Regions from separate parts of the Mus musculus genome. Here regions 1, 2 and 4 are each linked to region 3. The links are chromatin contacts, called in public HiChIP or PLAC-seq and promoter capture Hi-C maps. All regions are on one chromosome and are shown on one strand. Each heading gives the region's core, a stretch centred on a gene start, on an enhancer-like site or on the middle of the called end of the contact. The rest is flanking DNA. Distances are from core to core; before and after follow the strand shown. Region 1 overlaps Slc44a5 (solute carrier family 44, member 5). Region 2 overlaps Slc44a5 (solute carrier family 44, member 5). Region 3 holds the start of Slc44a5 (solute carrier family 44, member 5). Region 4 overlaps Slc44a5 (solute carrier family 44, member 5).

Region 1 (3,326 bases), core at 487-2,986, 200 kb after region 3:
GTATTGTATCACCACCATAGTACATAGTGTCTGCCAGTAGGTCTTTAAAGAAGTCTACAATATACAGCCAATAGGGCAGAAGTCAGCAAGGACTGATAACTGCTCTTCTTGAGTGAAAGGCGGAGGACTGGTACTAAGAAGGAAGACCTGGATAAGTAGCACCTCCAGTTGGGATGTGCACCTCAGAGGTCCTTAACCACACTGGGCCATGGCAGATGTTAAGATGGTTGAGCAGCTTTGAAGGGTCCCCCAGACTCCCACCCCCATCTTCAGGGTTGATGCTCTCAGCAGGAGGATATTTTCACAACATTTGGGGTATGTGGCCCCTGTGGTCTTGCCTCTCACTGGAGAGAGGACAAGATCTTGACAAGTGTGACCAGGATACACCTATTATTTCAGTGGACAAAGAAAGGATTTGCCATTGCACGGAGCAGTGGGCCAGTCAAGAAGAAAATCTTTCTTTTTTTGTTTTGTTTTGTTTTGTTTTGTTTTGTTGTTTTTTTTTTTTTTTTTTGGTTTTCCAAGACAGGGTTTCTCTGTATAGCCCTGGCTGTCCTGGAACTCACTTTGTAGACCAGGCTGGCCTCGAACTCAGAGATCCACCTGCCTTTGCCTCCCGAGTGCTGGGATTAAAGGCGTATGCCAATCTTTCCTTGATAATATTTTATATTAATTTATTTGCTACTTCTTTGGCTTCTATACTTATAAGATCTTTGTTTTTAAATGCAGGTGACCCAAGGAGGTATGACCCAGATTTCCAGGGACCTACTGCCAAAAGGTAAACGACTTTTTTTCTAGTGAATGCATTTATTTAAAAAACAACCACCAAAAGTTTATTTGGGGTACATCATTTTGTAGCGCATGGAGAATTTTGTCTATTGTCAGGGACAAATACCTCATTTCTGCCCGAACATAACCTTACTTATGTAGGAAACATACAGAGAATAAATCTCTCCTCAAATCATGAACACTGTGCTCATTCAGCAAATGATCTGTCTTTAGTCACTAGACCGAGAGCTTGTGTTTGCCAAGAGTAAAAGCCCAAGAAATGCTTTCTGCAGCTTATCCTCCCTGTGGAGACGAGACGCATTCAGGTGGCTATTTTGTGTGTCTGTGAGCTCTGTGACTCACTGTGGCCGATGCAGAGTTGCTATGCCAACCTCTTCCACACCAGGCATGTGTGCCACTCAGCTTCCAGAAGCAAGGACCGTCTTGGAGACCATCATCCTCCGACGTCTCATGGGTCTTCAGGACACTGGAGTGCTCCAGAGAAATAACCATGCCTTTGCTGGTGCTCCCCTCCCCCAGCACTGGGTGACATTTCAATTTCAGCCAATACTTTAACCCTCTTATGATGTAACCTATCCTTCATTCTCAGGCTTCCAGCTAATCAGAGACATGGCTGTGGGTGGAACAGCTAAACAGGACAGGATTATGCAGCTGGTAGCTGTTTTCTGCTGGGCCTTGACTTTGATTTTTGGCAGTCGTATGTCATAATAAACCATGGTGCAAAATAATGATCAGCACTCTCATTTGCACTTGCCAATCATTGGGATGTGTGCCAGCCGTTCCTGCAATTTCCCTCAAATCTCCCAGCTTTAAGCAGCTTATTTTAATTCTGTAAAATGTCAGGCCGTTTGTTCAGGCTCCTCATCCACAGGTCCACTTCCTTAGGGGAGGGGTCTGGAGCCTCTGTCAGTCTCTCTGTGGTAATACTGTGAGTGTGCTCTGTTGCCTGGAGTGCGGGCAGCCTTGCTCAGCGTGGTCCTCAAGCTTCATAGTAACTAATTGACAAGGACTGAAAGTAGCCTGTTGTCCCTCAGGGACCACTAAATATCATTCATCTTTGGCAAGAATAACAGTTACAGTAAGCCACCTGTCACATTTAGGCAGAGGAAGTGTGAATTTCAAGTGTTCCTCTCCTAGCCATAGAGAAGGCAGATGAGACAGGCCTGATTGATTTTATGGAAATAAATTGAGATCTCCCCACACTCACGTTCCATCATGTGGCCACATATTGGTCAATAGTGAACCGTGAGTATGGCACTGGTTACACCAGAGCATTATGGATCATGTGGTCAACAGCAATGTGTCATTGAAGCGTCCCTGTCCGGTGGCATCACAATAACCACGCTGTCCTCATCTATAACACACGTTGTGTAGACATTTTGAGATGCACATGCTCTCACTGTTGGGTTATAGTAGAACACTACAGTATTCATCATAGTAGCTTGATGTATAGGTCTGTGGCTGAGGAACACTAGGTGAGGCCATATAAGTCGTATGTGCCTATGTGCCTATGGGCCATTAGCCTATGGATGTAGTGTGCATTGTCTACCATCCAGGTTCATGTAATCCACCCTACAATATTCTCTCAGTGCCAGAGAACTTAATGATGCACTCCTTAGAAAGATCCCTATGGTTAATAGACACATGGCTAAGGACCCTGTGAGATGGCACAGTGGGTAGGGGCACTTGCCACGGAGCCTGAGGACCCAAGTTCCATCCCCAGAGCTGGATGAGTGGAGGAGAGAAGACAATGGCTTATACAAGTTGTCCTTGAACTTCACACATACACACTGTAGTGGTGTATCCACGGTTACACACACATGCATACATGCACACACGCACACACGCACAGACACACTAAACTCCAAACACCCATGATAGTCACTGTGAGGAAATAACTTTAATTCTGGGCTTTGGGGATGGAACTTCAGACACCACATAGGTGTTTCTGTGGATATACCTCCCGCCACCACCTGAGGACTGACTGAATGCAGGCCTGCACAGAAGCAAGCTGTTGGGAGACTCAGGAGGCTGTGAAGGCAGCAGGCTTCTTCTGACCCTTACTAGGGAAGTAATTGGGACACTTAAAGAACAAAAGAAACTGTCCTCACTGGCAAATCCCTTGCCCAGAACAGCAGGAGGGCTGGCTTCAAAGGAGCCAGAGAGAAAGCAAACAAAGTGAGACACCCCCTTCCCCTTCCAGCCATTGAATCTCACCAGGAAGCAGCCTAATGACAGCAAGCTAAGGGTACAGCAAACTGTGGGTACAGGTCTCCCCAGGGCTTCAGGCAGTCTCCACCACTCCCTTTTGTCTACCTGCTGGGCTCTCCCCTCTGTGCACAAGCACAGTACTTCCTGTCTGGTTGTCTCATCTACTCTTGCTTACTTAAAATAGATTGTCTGGAGCAAGCGCCATAATATTGACTAAAAGGTGATTTGATCATTATGGGTTTTTTTTTCCCTGTTCCATTTGAAAAAGTTGGATGCCAGGCCATGAAAGTTGCCTTCTATACTCAATAATCGTAAAAGGTCGGTTA
Region 2 (3,754 bases), core at 882-3,381, 170 kb after region 3:
TTCGGGATACAGGCACAGGTCAACAGATGACTTTATTTACATGTCTTCTTATGTACTTGTTCACAGTTTGAATTTGCTCTGATTAGGAACAGAACATTTTATTGCAACATTCAGAGGTCAGGAATACGTTTGCATGAAAATAGAGGGGACTGGATGGCATTATGTTAAGTGAAATAAGCCAGGCTTAAAAAGACATATAGTATGTTATCTCACCTGGGGCATAGGTATAAACATATATCTGCCTATATCTGTGTGTATAGTGTACATGAAAGAATACGGAGACTGGGGTGAGAGAGAGCGGTCAAAAGGAGGGGCCAAACGAGGGTAACAGTCTATGTGTGATGAAAGAAGAAGGAAGGAGAGTTGAGGGGCAAGAAAATGGGCCAGAACCGGGGATTGAGAAAATTGAGGTTGTGAGGGTAAGTACAAACAAATTATGATCATGTACATGTATGAGCAAACAACTTATGATCATGTACATGTATGAACAAACAACTTATGATCATGTACATGTATGAAAATAGCATGCAATTAATCTCTTTGTATGCTAGTAAAATAATCTTTAAAATTTAGGTCAAGAACTTGAATATACATATTTACATTCTGTAGGAGAAATTACCTATAGATTTTCCAACATGAACCTTTGGCTGTCTTTGCAACAGGAAAACGTGCTATCCTGGTAAGCTTGCTATCCCAGCCTGAGTCAGACCCAGCAGGAGGAGAGATAAAAGTGACATAAAGGCGATCTGATTAAGTAGAGAAGTTCCAACAAGTAGATGGGTAAACTGACATTCCTTCTGTAGACGTCGTTCAGCTATAGATGGGTGAAGCTGATGTTCTGGCCTGAATACCGAGAGCCTGCACTTCTTTCCTCTGCCAAGCACTAAAGCATTGTCCATAACTTTAACTTCAGCAGCCTTGCCTGCTTTGGGCTTCCAGCCTTGCTTTAAGTTCCAGGAAGGGTCACGGAGGAGCAGAATTTCCTGCACACTGAATGATGTCAGTCAGAAAACTCTAACCTATTCAAGTAGTTCTATGTTTTTATTTATTCTATTGTTAATAAACACAGTAATGAGCTCACTGTGTTGCTCTCACAGATATGGATCACTCCACTTTGTCCTACCTGTCTTGATCTGCAATATGCTTCCTCCATTCATTCATTTGTTTTCTTTATTTGTTTATTTAATCTCTTTATCTATTTATTTGCTGTGTGTGCACATGCATGTACAATGTGTGCACATATGTGATTGTGCATGTACAAGTATACATGTATGTGCATGTATGTGTACAAGTGTGTGTGCATCTGTGTGTGTGTACATCCATGTGTGTGTACATGTGTATGCATGTGTGCATGCATGTGTGTACATGTGTATATAAGTGTGTGCATGCATGTGTAGATGTGTGTGCATGCATGTGTAGATGTGTGTGCATGTGTCCATATGTGTGTACAATTGTGTGCATATGTGAGCATGTGTGTATGCATGTGTGCATGTATGTGTTTGTATGTGTACATACACACTCATGTCACTATTCATTTGTGGGATGACCTGGTCCCACAAATGGTTGTTCTTCAGTGACAGGTCCCTGAGGGAGAGAAAGGGGGAATGAGAAAAAGAAAGAAAATAGGAAAGTTAGGACTTGGAGGTCTTGCAAGAGTTGATGGCTTATGCCAAGCAAGCTTATTGATAGCTACAGCATTTTATGTCCTATTTGCAGTGGGGAAATGGATCAGAGTCAGCAGAAAACTATCACATAATGGGATGAAGTCAGTAGGAAGCTAATCAAGCAATGCTACACAAAGGGAGCTCAGGGCATCTCAAGTGCACCACAGACAGTGCATGCAGAGGCCTTCAGACTGATAACTCCAGTCTCTTCAGAGGCAGGGATGTCAGGTTCTCATGAACCAAACCTTAACTCCTTCAAAGCCCTGGCCCCAGCCCCAGATTGAACCTTGTTAACTCTACTCCATGGGCAAGAACAGAGAACTAGGTTCCTTTTGTCCTTCAATCAAGGCCTCTGAGGAAGCCTGGGACTGGCCTGGCTCCCAGCCGTGGAGGTAAGAAGACAGTTTGCAAGAGTCACTTCTCTACTTTCACCATGTGGGTCCTGGGTATTGGACGGAGGCCATCAAGCTTTGTCTTGTGAGCCTTTACTCACTGAACTATCTCACGAGAATTGCTCAAGTATGGGTGAATAGTATCCTAGTGTCCAAAGCCTGCCAAGGAAGCTGGATGGTTTACATGTAAGTGTTGACCTAGGGACTCAGAACCAAGACTGAAAGTGTGTTACAGGGGTTAAAGATGGAACAACTTGACCATTGATTGATCTTCAAACTTCAAATTTTTTAGCAAGGTTTTTCTTTCCCTTAAAACTTAGTTATTTTTCCTTAGTTACTGAGAAAGGAAGCTCTTTATTTTATAATAGTGAGCAAGTTATATTTAATTGGAAATATGAAAAAGATTTAATACATTCTGATACTTATTTTTAAAAAATAAGTTAACTGAGTAAAATTCATGATTAAACTGTTAATACTTAAATTACTTTGTTTGTGGAAGAACAGCAGCATACCATCAGAAAGAACACTGCTGTCATGGCAACCCAGAGAGCACAGCTTTCCACAAAGCACAGGCTTCCTTTCAATTTAACCATTACAGTCAAAAGAACATCTCACTTCTTTCTCTTCTGTGCCTGCAGAACTCTGAAGAGATTTAATCTTTCTAAAAATAATAAAGCCACGGGGGCTAGAGAGGTCTTTACGGTTGAGAACGTTCACTGCTCTGGCAGGTTACCCATGCTCAGTTCCCAGCACCCGTGTCAGGCAGCCCACAAATACCTGTAACTCCAGCTCCAGGGGACCCCACACTGTCTTCTGGACTCTACAGGTACTTGGACTCACATATGCACAAAGGCACACACACAGCAAACACATGAGCACATAATTAAGGTTTTATTAAGAAAAATTAAGTAAATAATAGAGGCTGAGTGTAGCAAAATTGGAAGAGTGCTGCCTGACATCCACAGAGCCCTGTATTTGATCATCAGCACCACATTTGTGGGAAAGGGCAGTGCACACTGCAATCTCAGCTCTTAGGTGGCAGAGGCAGGAGGACCCGAAGTTCAAGGTTGTCCTTGGACACACACACAGTGAATCTGAGACCAATTTCCACCTATATGAGGCCTTGTCTCAAAAATCAACAAATCGAAAAACAAATATCAAATAAAAACTAATGAAGAACATTACGATATTTTTAATATAGTACTATGGATTCTTTCCTATATGAAGGGGTTATTAACAGTGGAAGAATGAATACTTTGGGTTTACTTTGGAGCTGTGCTAGATAGTTTTAAATCTTAACATGCCACAGCCTAGAATTATTTGAGAAGAGAATCTCAATTGAGGAATTGCCTACATCAGAGTGGCCTGTTGGCACATCACTGAGGGTCGGGGGAGGTTTGTCTTAACTTTCCCTTAGTGTGGTAGGGCCTAGCCCACTGTGGGTGGCACCATTCCTTAGGTAGATGTTCCTAAAATGTATCACCTAATCAGCTGAACATGTCTTCCTGTCAAGCAATAGCAGCACCCTCTGTGGTTCTTATCATGACTCTTTGGCTGTGTTGTGAATTCGTGTTGTGAATTCGTTAGTTGGTGGTAACACTGCGTAGCCTGCCATGCAGTTCCTGTGTTAATGTTCTTGCATCAGTGACTGACTATGACACAGAACTAGAAGCCCTGTCCTCCCCTACATTGCTTCTA
Region 3 (3,772 bases), core at 1,218-3,717:
GTATCCCAAAGAAAGGATGACACAGCACATGCCTGGGTTAGATGATAGTAGTCAAACAGGCATCATATCCATGGTCAACTATGTGTTTTTAAAATAATGCTTATTTTTGGGAATTTTATATATAAGTTAGGGTGTGGGTGTCTGAGTTTTCCCATTCCATTTTGCAGTGCCCACTGATGTCATTTCTAAGGGTGTGTCTCGGCAACAGGCTGAGTGGACTTGCTAGAGAGAGAGTGAGGCCAAATAGGCAGGACATCAAACTTCCTTTCTCCACCACCTAGGCTGCCATTAGCAAGTGCTGCTCAGATTTAGGGTGAGGCTACCGACTTCAAGTAACCCGAATAAAATCCCTCACAGGCCTGCCCAGCAGCCTGGGTTTCAGTTGATTCCAGGTGTAATCAAACTAACAACCAGGACTAATTGGCCATCACAGTCCAATATTTGTTTTGTAGACAAGGTCTACTATGTAGTCCTGGCTGGCCTGGAGCTCACTAGGTGGACGTCTCTGCCTCTGCCCCTCTGCCCCTCTGCCCCTCTGCCCCTCTGCCCCTCTGCCCCTCTGCCTCTCTCTCTGCCTCTCTCTCTCTGCCTCTCTCTCTGCCCCTCTCTCTCTGCCTCTCTCTCTGCCTCTCTCTCTCTGACTCTCTCTGACTCTCTCTGACTCTCTGCCTCTCTCTCTGCCTCTCTCTCTGCCCCTCTGCCCCTCTGCCCCCTCTGCCTCTGCCTCTGCCCCTCTGCCCCTGACTCTGCCTCTCTGCCTCCCTCTGCCTCCCTCTGCCTCCCTCTGCCTCCCTCTGCCTCCCTCTGCCTCTGTGCCTCTGCCTTTCCTGCCTTTCCTGCCTCTCTTGCTTCTTGCGTCTTCGTGCCTCTGCCTCTCTGCCTCTCTGCCTCTTTGCCTCTCTGCCTCTCTGCCTCTCTGCCTCTCTGCCTCTCTGCCTCTCTGCCTCTCTGCCTCTCTGCCTCTCTGCCTCTCTGCCTCTCTGCCTCTCTGCCTCTCTGCCTCTCTGCCTCTCTGCCTCTCTGCCTCTCAGGCACTAGATGACAGGTCTGAGTCACATTGCTTGCTTGAAATATCTCAGACTCTTTGACATGACGTTTGACAGGACCAGAAAACAGAAAACCACCAGAGGAATTAAGTGACTCACCCAATCTTACAGAGGTATAATGACCCAAGTCTAGAACTTATCAGTGGTTTTTGACTCTGGTGTTTTTTTTTTTTTTTTTTTTTTTTTTTTTCTATTAAACTATACTAGATCTGGGATAACCTTCTGTCAATGGGTATTGAGTTGTAATCACCGATGTCTTAGTTAGGGTTTTACTGCTGTGGACAGACACCATGACCAAGGCAACTCTTATAAGGACAACATTTAATTGGGCTGGCTTACAGGTTCAGAGTTTCAGTCCATTATCATCAAGGTGGGATCAGGGCAGCATCTAGGCAGGCATGATGCAGGCAGAGCTGAGAGTTCTACATCTTTATCTGAAGACCACTTCCACAGTAACACACCCACTCCAACAAAGCCACACCTTCAAATAGTGCCACTCCCTGAGTTGAGCATATACAAACCATCACAGCTGAATATTAGATAGATTGTATGGGAAGCTGTACTTAGGAACAAGAAAAGAAAAATGTGAATTGGAAGTGCTTTGGACTATTAAACCACCTCTACAGTGTAGATTTAAACTCATGGCCATCCTCGTGCCTCTGTCTCCCGAATGCTTGGATCCCAGACACTAGTCCCGCATCTGCCACTCTTTTAAAGCCCTGACTCCTTTATATTTTCAGATTAGCCCTAAACTTTAGCTTTTCCTGTTGCCTGGGGGCAGTAGCAGGATATACCAACCTGCCCCTCGTTAGCACCCAGGAGGGGACAGTTCCAGGGAACTTGAAACTTTGCCAGTAGGCCTCCTAACCAGAGCGAGAAAGAATGGGACCCCAGGGCCTAAGTTTCTGTAGGAGGTTAAGAAATCAGGGCACCAACTCTAACCCAGATAGGCAAACTTTATTTGCCTTTTCCTGGCAGCTCAAGAAGCGATGCTGAACTCTCAAAATGAAGAGCCTTGGGACCCGAGCAAGGTCACCTGCCAGGGTCTGGTGACAGGCCATTTGTGGGAATTCACTTCTCTTTCCCTGCAGGTCCTCCAGCTTAACATCTTCCCTCAGGAGGACCAGAAGTAGCTGACACTCCAGCGCATCGCCCAGGTGTGATTCAGGGTCTGCGGAGGAGGACTGCTCTTTTAGGTGATGGACAGATCCTGTCTCAGTCAGCTGGGGACCCCGGTGCCCTTGAGAAACAGGAATGCCAGACTGGGGTTCAGTCCAACAGCCCCCTTGAATCCTGCTGACTGGAATGTCCCTGCCGTCCTCAGCCGCTACCAACTGTCGCTGGACGAGGGTGCCGTGCCAGGGCTGGCGGCGCCCGTGGGACGGAGGGCTCGGCGAGTGGGGAGGGGGACGCGTGGGGAGGGCGGGCGCGCGATCGAGGGAGGTGGGCGCTGGGTTGGCGCTCCGGGGACCCGGCGCTGCGCCTCCAGTAGAGGCGCCGCACAGCAGAGGGGGCCGCCGTGGCCGCCGCAGAGCGTGCGGGGGCTCGGTCTGGCGGCGGGCAGCTGAGGGGCGACTGCGCCCGCGCAGCAGAGCCGAGTGGAGTGGAGCGCGCAACCTGACCGCCGCCGCCTGGCATATGCCATCACCGCCACAAAGAGCTCGCTGAGCTCAGGCGACGGAGCTCCCGGGGCTGCGCGGCACAGGAGGCTCTGCGCGGCGGACCCGGGGGGGAAGGGACCAGACTGAGGATGGCCCGGAAGAGAAAGCCCCCCAGCAGCCAGGGTGAGTCCTTCTCGTCTCCACCTCCATATCCACGTCTCCGCTGGCGGTATCGCAGCCTGGCTTGGCCAAGTGGCAGGTAGCAGCGGGCAAGAGTTTGCCTTCTGCAGGGGATGGGTTGGGGAGAGACTCTTCTGCACACGGTTGTCTCCCTCGGCCTCGGGGACTCTTGAGAAGGAGTTTGTCTCTGGTTTGGAACCTGGAGACTCTTGTCACCACACTCCCTTTCTACACTGCGGCTTGGGGATCGGGTATCTGTTGCATTTTGCCTGGCTCCTGAGGAGAAGTGACTTGGTTGCTAGAGTCAGTCTCTCTCCCTCTCCTGTTCCAACCTCTATCTCTCTATCTTCATCTCCTCTCATCTGTCTCTTTTCCTAAAGCCCTGATTCTTTCCCCTCCTTCATCTCCCGGGGCACGCGGGGAGGGGCGGCTGCGGGGGGGGGGGGGCAGGCAAGTTCTGCATCCATTTTCTTAATCTTCCCATCCCTGGTTGTCTGGCTGTCTCTCTCCCCACCCCAACCTATTGTCAAGGGCCTTGCTACTAGCCAGATCCTTGTGGGCTCTTGTCCAGACGGGCTTGGACTCCAACTGGGTCATCCCCCTGTTGCTTCTTTGGAAATACATTTGCCAAAAGTTGGAAAGTTGAGGGGTGGAAAGGATGCTGGAAGGTTGTGGGAAGAGCTTGTTGCTAGGGTAACTCGAGGCACCTCTGCTCACTTTGGGCGAAACCAGGGAAAACCTGCCTCCTGCTTGGCTCCCATCAGCCCTGGGGAACAGGTGCGCGGAGCGCAAACTCAGCGAGGTAGTGACTCGCTGCCAGATCCTTCCCTGGCTGCAGCACTGGGGACAGAGGGAAGGGGGTGACAAGGCACCAAGCAGCACGAGAAGGGCATGCATATACAGACAGGAACCCGAGGGTTGTTTCCAGGAAGAACGATCAATGTT
Region 4 (3,534 bases), core at 895-3,394, 240 kb after region 3:
CGTGTAAACTCTCAAAGCCCTCCCACTGGCATGGGCTTCTTCCTACAATGATGCACCAGCTAAACCTCCCCAAATAGCACCATCATCTTGGGGGCCAAGTGTTTAAATATCCAGTCCTAAGGGGACATTTCTATTTCTCACAAAAAAATTAGTGGGGAAGACCCTGAGCTTTGTGCTTTGCTGGATGTGGCCAGCAGAGGTAATACTTGCATGTGAGAAAGGCACTTAGCATTCTGCTGATAGAAAGAAGAATCTCTCCAGAGTGGATGTAGAGGCTCTGGGTGGAAGGAATCCAAGCTGCTTGAGTGATCACATGACATTTATGATAATGGCGCTCTTCCCTTCTTCACTGTGGGGGATTGAACAGCAACTGCTGGTCAATTATTGCAGTAACTAGAAAATAAGAATAGGAATTCTTGTTATGCAAGTTGATCTCTGTAAACCTTGGGTTAACATTATACATATAAAAATACCACGATTTTCAGTTTATTTTTCCAGTTGAATGGGTTAGTCCAGTACTTAAAAAGTACCTCAACTTGGAGCCCAAAGTCAGTTTTGGTTTTTGATGTTTTCCTGGAGTAATTACTCTTATTAGCTGAGAAGATAGATAGGGGTGTTTCTGCAGATAAGCCCAGAAGTTTGTGGTCCTACTGTGAGAAACCCAAAAGTAATGAAAAACTTTCTGAAGATGGGGTGAGGAGTCTGAGCTGGGCACCCATGGTTAATGCCCTCTGTTGGAGATTTCTGTCTGAGAAACCTCAACTGGAAGCCAAGCTTTTCTTTAGATTTCCAACTCCTCAGATTATGAGCAAAACACAAGCACATTAAGTCAGTGTACCTGAAGGAAAAACAGCCAAGAACCAGATGGTCTCAGAACAGCACCTAGGAGCCATGCTCAGCTCTGGGAACAGCACCTAGGAGCCACGCTCAGCACTGTCTCTTGGTGATATTTGTGTTGTTTTGGCCAGGAGATGTAGCTGAGTAGGTGTGTGATCTATATTATGTAGAAACCTCAGGGAGTTTGAAGGATTATCCTTTATGTTGCCTAGAACAAATTGGTGTTTTGTTAATCCTGAGATTCACCAGAAAAAGAAAAACAAAACAAACAAACAAAAACCCCAAAACACAGTTCCACCATTTTAGGTCAAATTTAAAGTAAGCTTTATTAAATATTAAATAATGACCAAGAGATGGACTTTGGTCAGGACCATTCCTTAGGGTTACCCAGCTGAATGGCTCAGAGGCACATGTTGCAGGGGTTTACAAAGATAAATCAATAAGCCACTGTATTTTCCCATGAACCTTTGTTATTTTCCAAGAACTACAACTCCCAGCATTCCAGGAAGTTTCCTGGTTCTTTGGCAGGTGGGGCGTACAGGTGAATTCTGGGACTTACACTTTCCCCTTCATAGGGAGAAATTTCCTGTCCCTAAGTAAGGCCACTCACTCATGTAATGTTTTAAAAAACAAAGTTAGTTCTAGGATGACTTTTCGATTCTGTCTGGATAAGCAAGGGACTGTTTCTACTCAAATAAGTATAATTAAACACTTCAAATTTTATTCATTTCACTTTTAGATTTCTTAATGTAATATTGTAGGTATTTGAGATGTGCAACATAGAGGGTTTTTAAGCTAGAGATTGAACCCAGGGCTCCACACCCAACAGGAAGCATTCTTCCAACCAAGCTATATCCCTAGCCCCAACAGGCATTCACTATTAACACATCTGTATAATTCTTTTCACAATTAATCTGATTAGCATTCATCTCTTGACATAATTGCCTTTTGTGAGGGGGTGAAAGCACTTATGATGTGCTCTGGAGAAAATTTCAAGTGTGCAGTGCACACCCCATGCTGTACCTGAGTCTGTGCTGTGACTTTACAGCTCTCACGTGCTCCTGGCTCCTCCAGGCTCCTGTCCTGTGTGCTATGCTGAACTAAATCCCCTGCCCCTTCCCTCTATCCCTAAAAGTTTATAAAAAGTCAGACGCTTCTTGTTCTAGAAATTAATACAAGGCTCTCCCGGAGATGGCTCTGGTATTTGGTCCAGAGATGAAGGCTGCTATCTGGAGAGGTTCCTCTGCCCCACACCCAGAGATGGCACTCTCCCTCACCCGCCCCTTGCATAATGGTACTCTCTCCCCCTCCCTCCCCATGTCCTTTTCCCTCTCCTCTCTCCCTCTCCCCTCAAGGCTTTGAAGGGAGCCTCTCCCTCTCCTTCCCTTTAAGGCTCATCACCTTTGGCTCTCCACCACTGTTCTCTTTCCCTCCAAGGCTCTCCCTCCCACCTCAGGCCTTGAAGCCTTCTCATTCAGATAAACCTCATTCCTGAAGGGAATTATGAATAATGTGTCTTTCCTGGGCCAGCTGTTGCTGTCATCCCCTGTTTTACTTAAAATTTATCTCTTGATCTATGTCTTCCTGCTTCCCCCACCCCCACCCCCACCCGGGTTTCTTCCTACTGTTCAGGTTTCTGCCTGTGAATGTCATTCTTGTCAGAGTTCACACATTAGTGAGATCAACTGATAAATGGTTTTGTGCCTGGGCAGTGTCACTTAGCCTAAGACCTCTGAATTTGCACACCAACACCCTCCCCCATTGTCACAAACAGTAGGACTTCCCGCCTTTAATGATGTTTTATGTGTATATAGAGTGTGCTTATGTTCTCACTTTCCTTAGCCATTCATGTGACAGATGCTTAGATTGTCTCTGCGACTTGGATATTGTGACTAACACTGCAGTCAATGTGGGAATGCAGACACCTCTTTATTTGTTCTGAGATGTGTCCCCAGAAGGGGCATTGCTGGTCATTTTAATTTCAGTGTTTTGAACAACCTATTTTCCATGATAATTGAGCTAATTTACATTCTTACCTACAAGGCACAAGGGGCCTCCTGCCCCACACTCTCAACACCTGTCACCACCAGGCATCCTGCGGTTCTATCTTAGGGGATGGTGTACTGAATGCTCCCTGTGAGAGAGGACTGGCCACAGGGGCCACACTACCCATTTTGTTTTCTTTGAAACCAGAAGGATCTTATCTGTCAAGTCATAGGCAAGAAACATTGTTTCACCAAAAGTAAAATAATTTCTTCAATTAAGTAGATTTTAAAAAATTCATTTCCACTATTTTGAGGATGGTTGCACCACATTTTTATTAACTAAAAATGTGTCATGCATTAACAGGATGACCGAGAGGCCAGTATCAAATGTCCTCCTGCTTTCCTTATCAGGCCCGATACATTTACACACTAAATCACATGCTCTGTCCGTCACACTTCTGTTTTGTAAGTCTTCCGTCTAAAAAGGGCGTATTTGGTTTCTGACTGAGATTTGAGCTGGTCTTTAAGCACCGGATGGTTTTAACTTTTTGTTGGGTTTTACTGTGCACATCTGTGCTTGCAAGATTTCTTGAAGTGTTGTTAGCATAAGAGGGACTGGCTTGTACCCAAGGACTCCACCCTAAATTCAGCCCTGGGTGTAGGAGTCCACCTGTGAGGTAATAAATATTTTCTCACCCAGGCCCCGGAGACA

Evidence for each region. Promoter capture Hi-C pulls out the DNA fragments that hold promoters and counts their contacts. HiChIP or PLAC-seq counts read pairs in DNA pulled down with a chosen protein or histone mark.
Region 1: a contact with region 3 is called in an H3K27ac HiChIP or PLAC-seq map of VIP interneurons, with 4 times the contacts expected there. The contact joins the enhancer-like site here to the promoter of Slc44a5 in region 3. A contact is called at or near these places in 10 of 39 promoter capture datasets (the 3T3-L1 cell line, the C10 cell line, cranial neural crest and 6 more), 2 of 484 Hi-C or Micro-C datasets (bone marrow-derived dendritic cells and conventional dendritic cells), 21 of 115 datasets of contacts at active chromatin or transcription factors (SST interneurons, T-cell acute lymphoblastic leukemia, VIP interneurons and 11 more) and 1 of 9 other capture datasets (adipose tissue).
Region 2: a contact with region 3 is called in an H3K27ac HiChIP or PLAC-seq map of neural progenitor cells, with 3 times the contacts expected there. The contact joins the enhancer-like site here to the promoter of Slc44a5 in region 3. A contact is called at or near these places in 7 of 39 promoter capture datasets (the C10 cell line, cranial neural crest, embryonic stem cells and 4 more), 4 of 484 Hi-C or Micro-C datasets (cortical neurons, forebrain, nephron progenitors and 1 more) and 7 of 115 datasets of contacts at active chromatin or transcription factors (VIP interneurons, embryonic forebrain, embryonic hindbrain and 3 more).
Region 4: a contact with region 3 is called in a promoter capture Hi-C map of stem cell-derived epiblast-like cells, with 3 times the contacts expected there. The contact joins the enhancer-like site here to the promoter of Slc44a5 in region 3. A contact is called at or near these places in 19 of 39 promoter capture datasets (the 3T3-L1 cell line, 3T3-L1-derived adipocytes, the C10 cell line and 11 more), 2 of 484 Hi-C or Micro-C datasets (Th2 cells and embryonic fibroblasts), 15 of 115 datasets of contacts at active chromatin or transcription factors (the SCID.adh cell line, SST interneurons, bone marrow-derived macrophages and 11 more) and 1 of 9 other capture datasets (embryonic stem cells).

What each region holds. Positions count from the first base shown.
Region 1 is chr3:154,170,840-154,174,165 of GRCm38.p6, forward strand. Slc44a5 (solute carrier family 44, member 5) reads left to right here. Exons shown (of 22, transcript NM_001081263.1): 2 at 730-778. Among named protein-coding and RNA genes, the nearest start is that of Gm32399, 21 kb to the right of the region's middle. Within about 2 kb of position 1,737, at least 72 of the 459 cell types and tissues checked have an H3K27ac peak or open chromatin away from gene starts, as enhancers often do. A contact at or near this core is called in SST interneurons, VIP interneurons, astrocytes and 5 more, where this site is marked.
Region 2 is chr3:154,143,335-154,147,088 of GRCm38.p6, forward strand. All of the region lies in intron 1 of Slc44a5 (solute carrier family 44, member 5), which reads left to right. Among named protein-coding and RNA genes, the nearest start is that of Gm40185, 46 kb to the left of the region's middle. Within about 2 kb of position 2,132, at least 10 of the 459 cell types and tissues checked have an H3K27ac peak or open chromatin away from gene starts, as enhancers often do. A contact at or near this core is called in neural progenitor cells, where this site is marked.
Region 3 is chr3:153,970,969-153,974,740 of GRCm38.p6, forward strand. It overlaps Slc44a5 (solute carrier family 44, member 5), which reads left to right and starts at 2,468. Exons shown (of 22, transcript NM_001081263.1): 1 at 2,468-2,830. The coding sequence starts at 2,797.
Region 4 is chr3:154,207,342-154,210,875 of GRCm38.p6, forward strand. All of the region lies in intron 3 of Slc44a5 (solute carrier family 44, member 5), which reads left to right. Among named protein-coding and RNA genes, the nearest start is that of Gm40184, 4.0 kb to the left of the region's middle. Within about 2 kb of position 2,145, at least 22 of the 459 cell types and tissues checked have an H3K27ac peak or open chromatin away from gene starts, as enhancers often do. A contact at or near this core is called in the SCID.adh cell line, epiblast stem cells, stem cell-derived epiblast-like cells and 1 more, where this site is marked.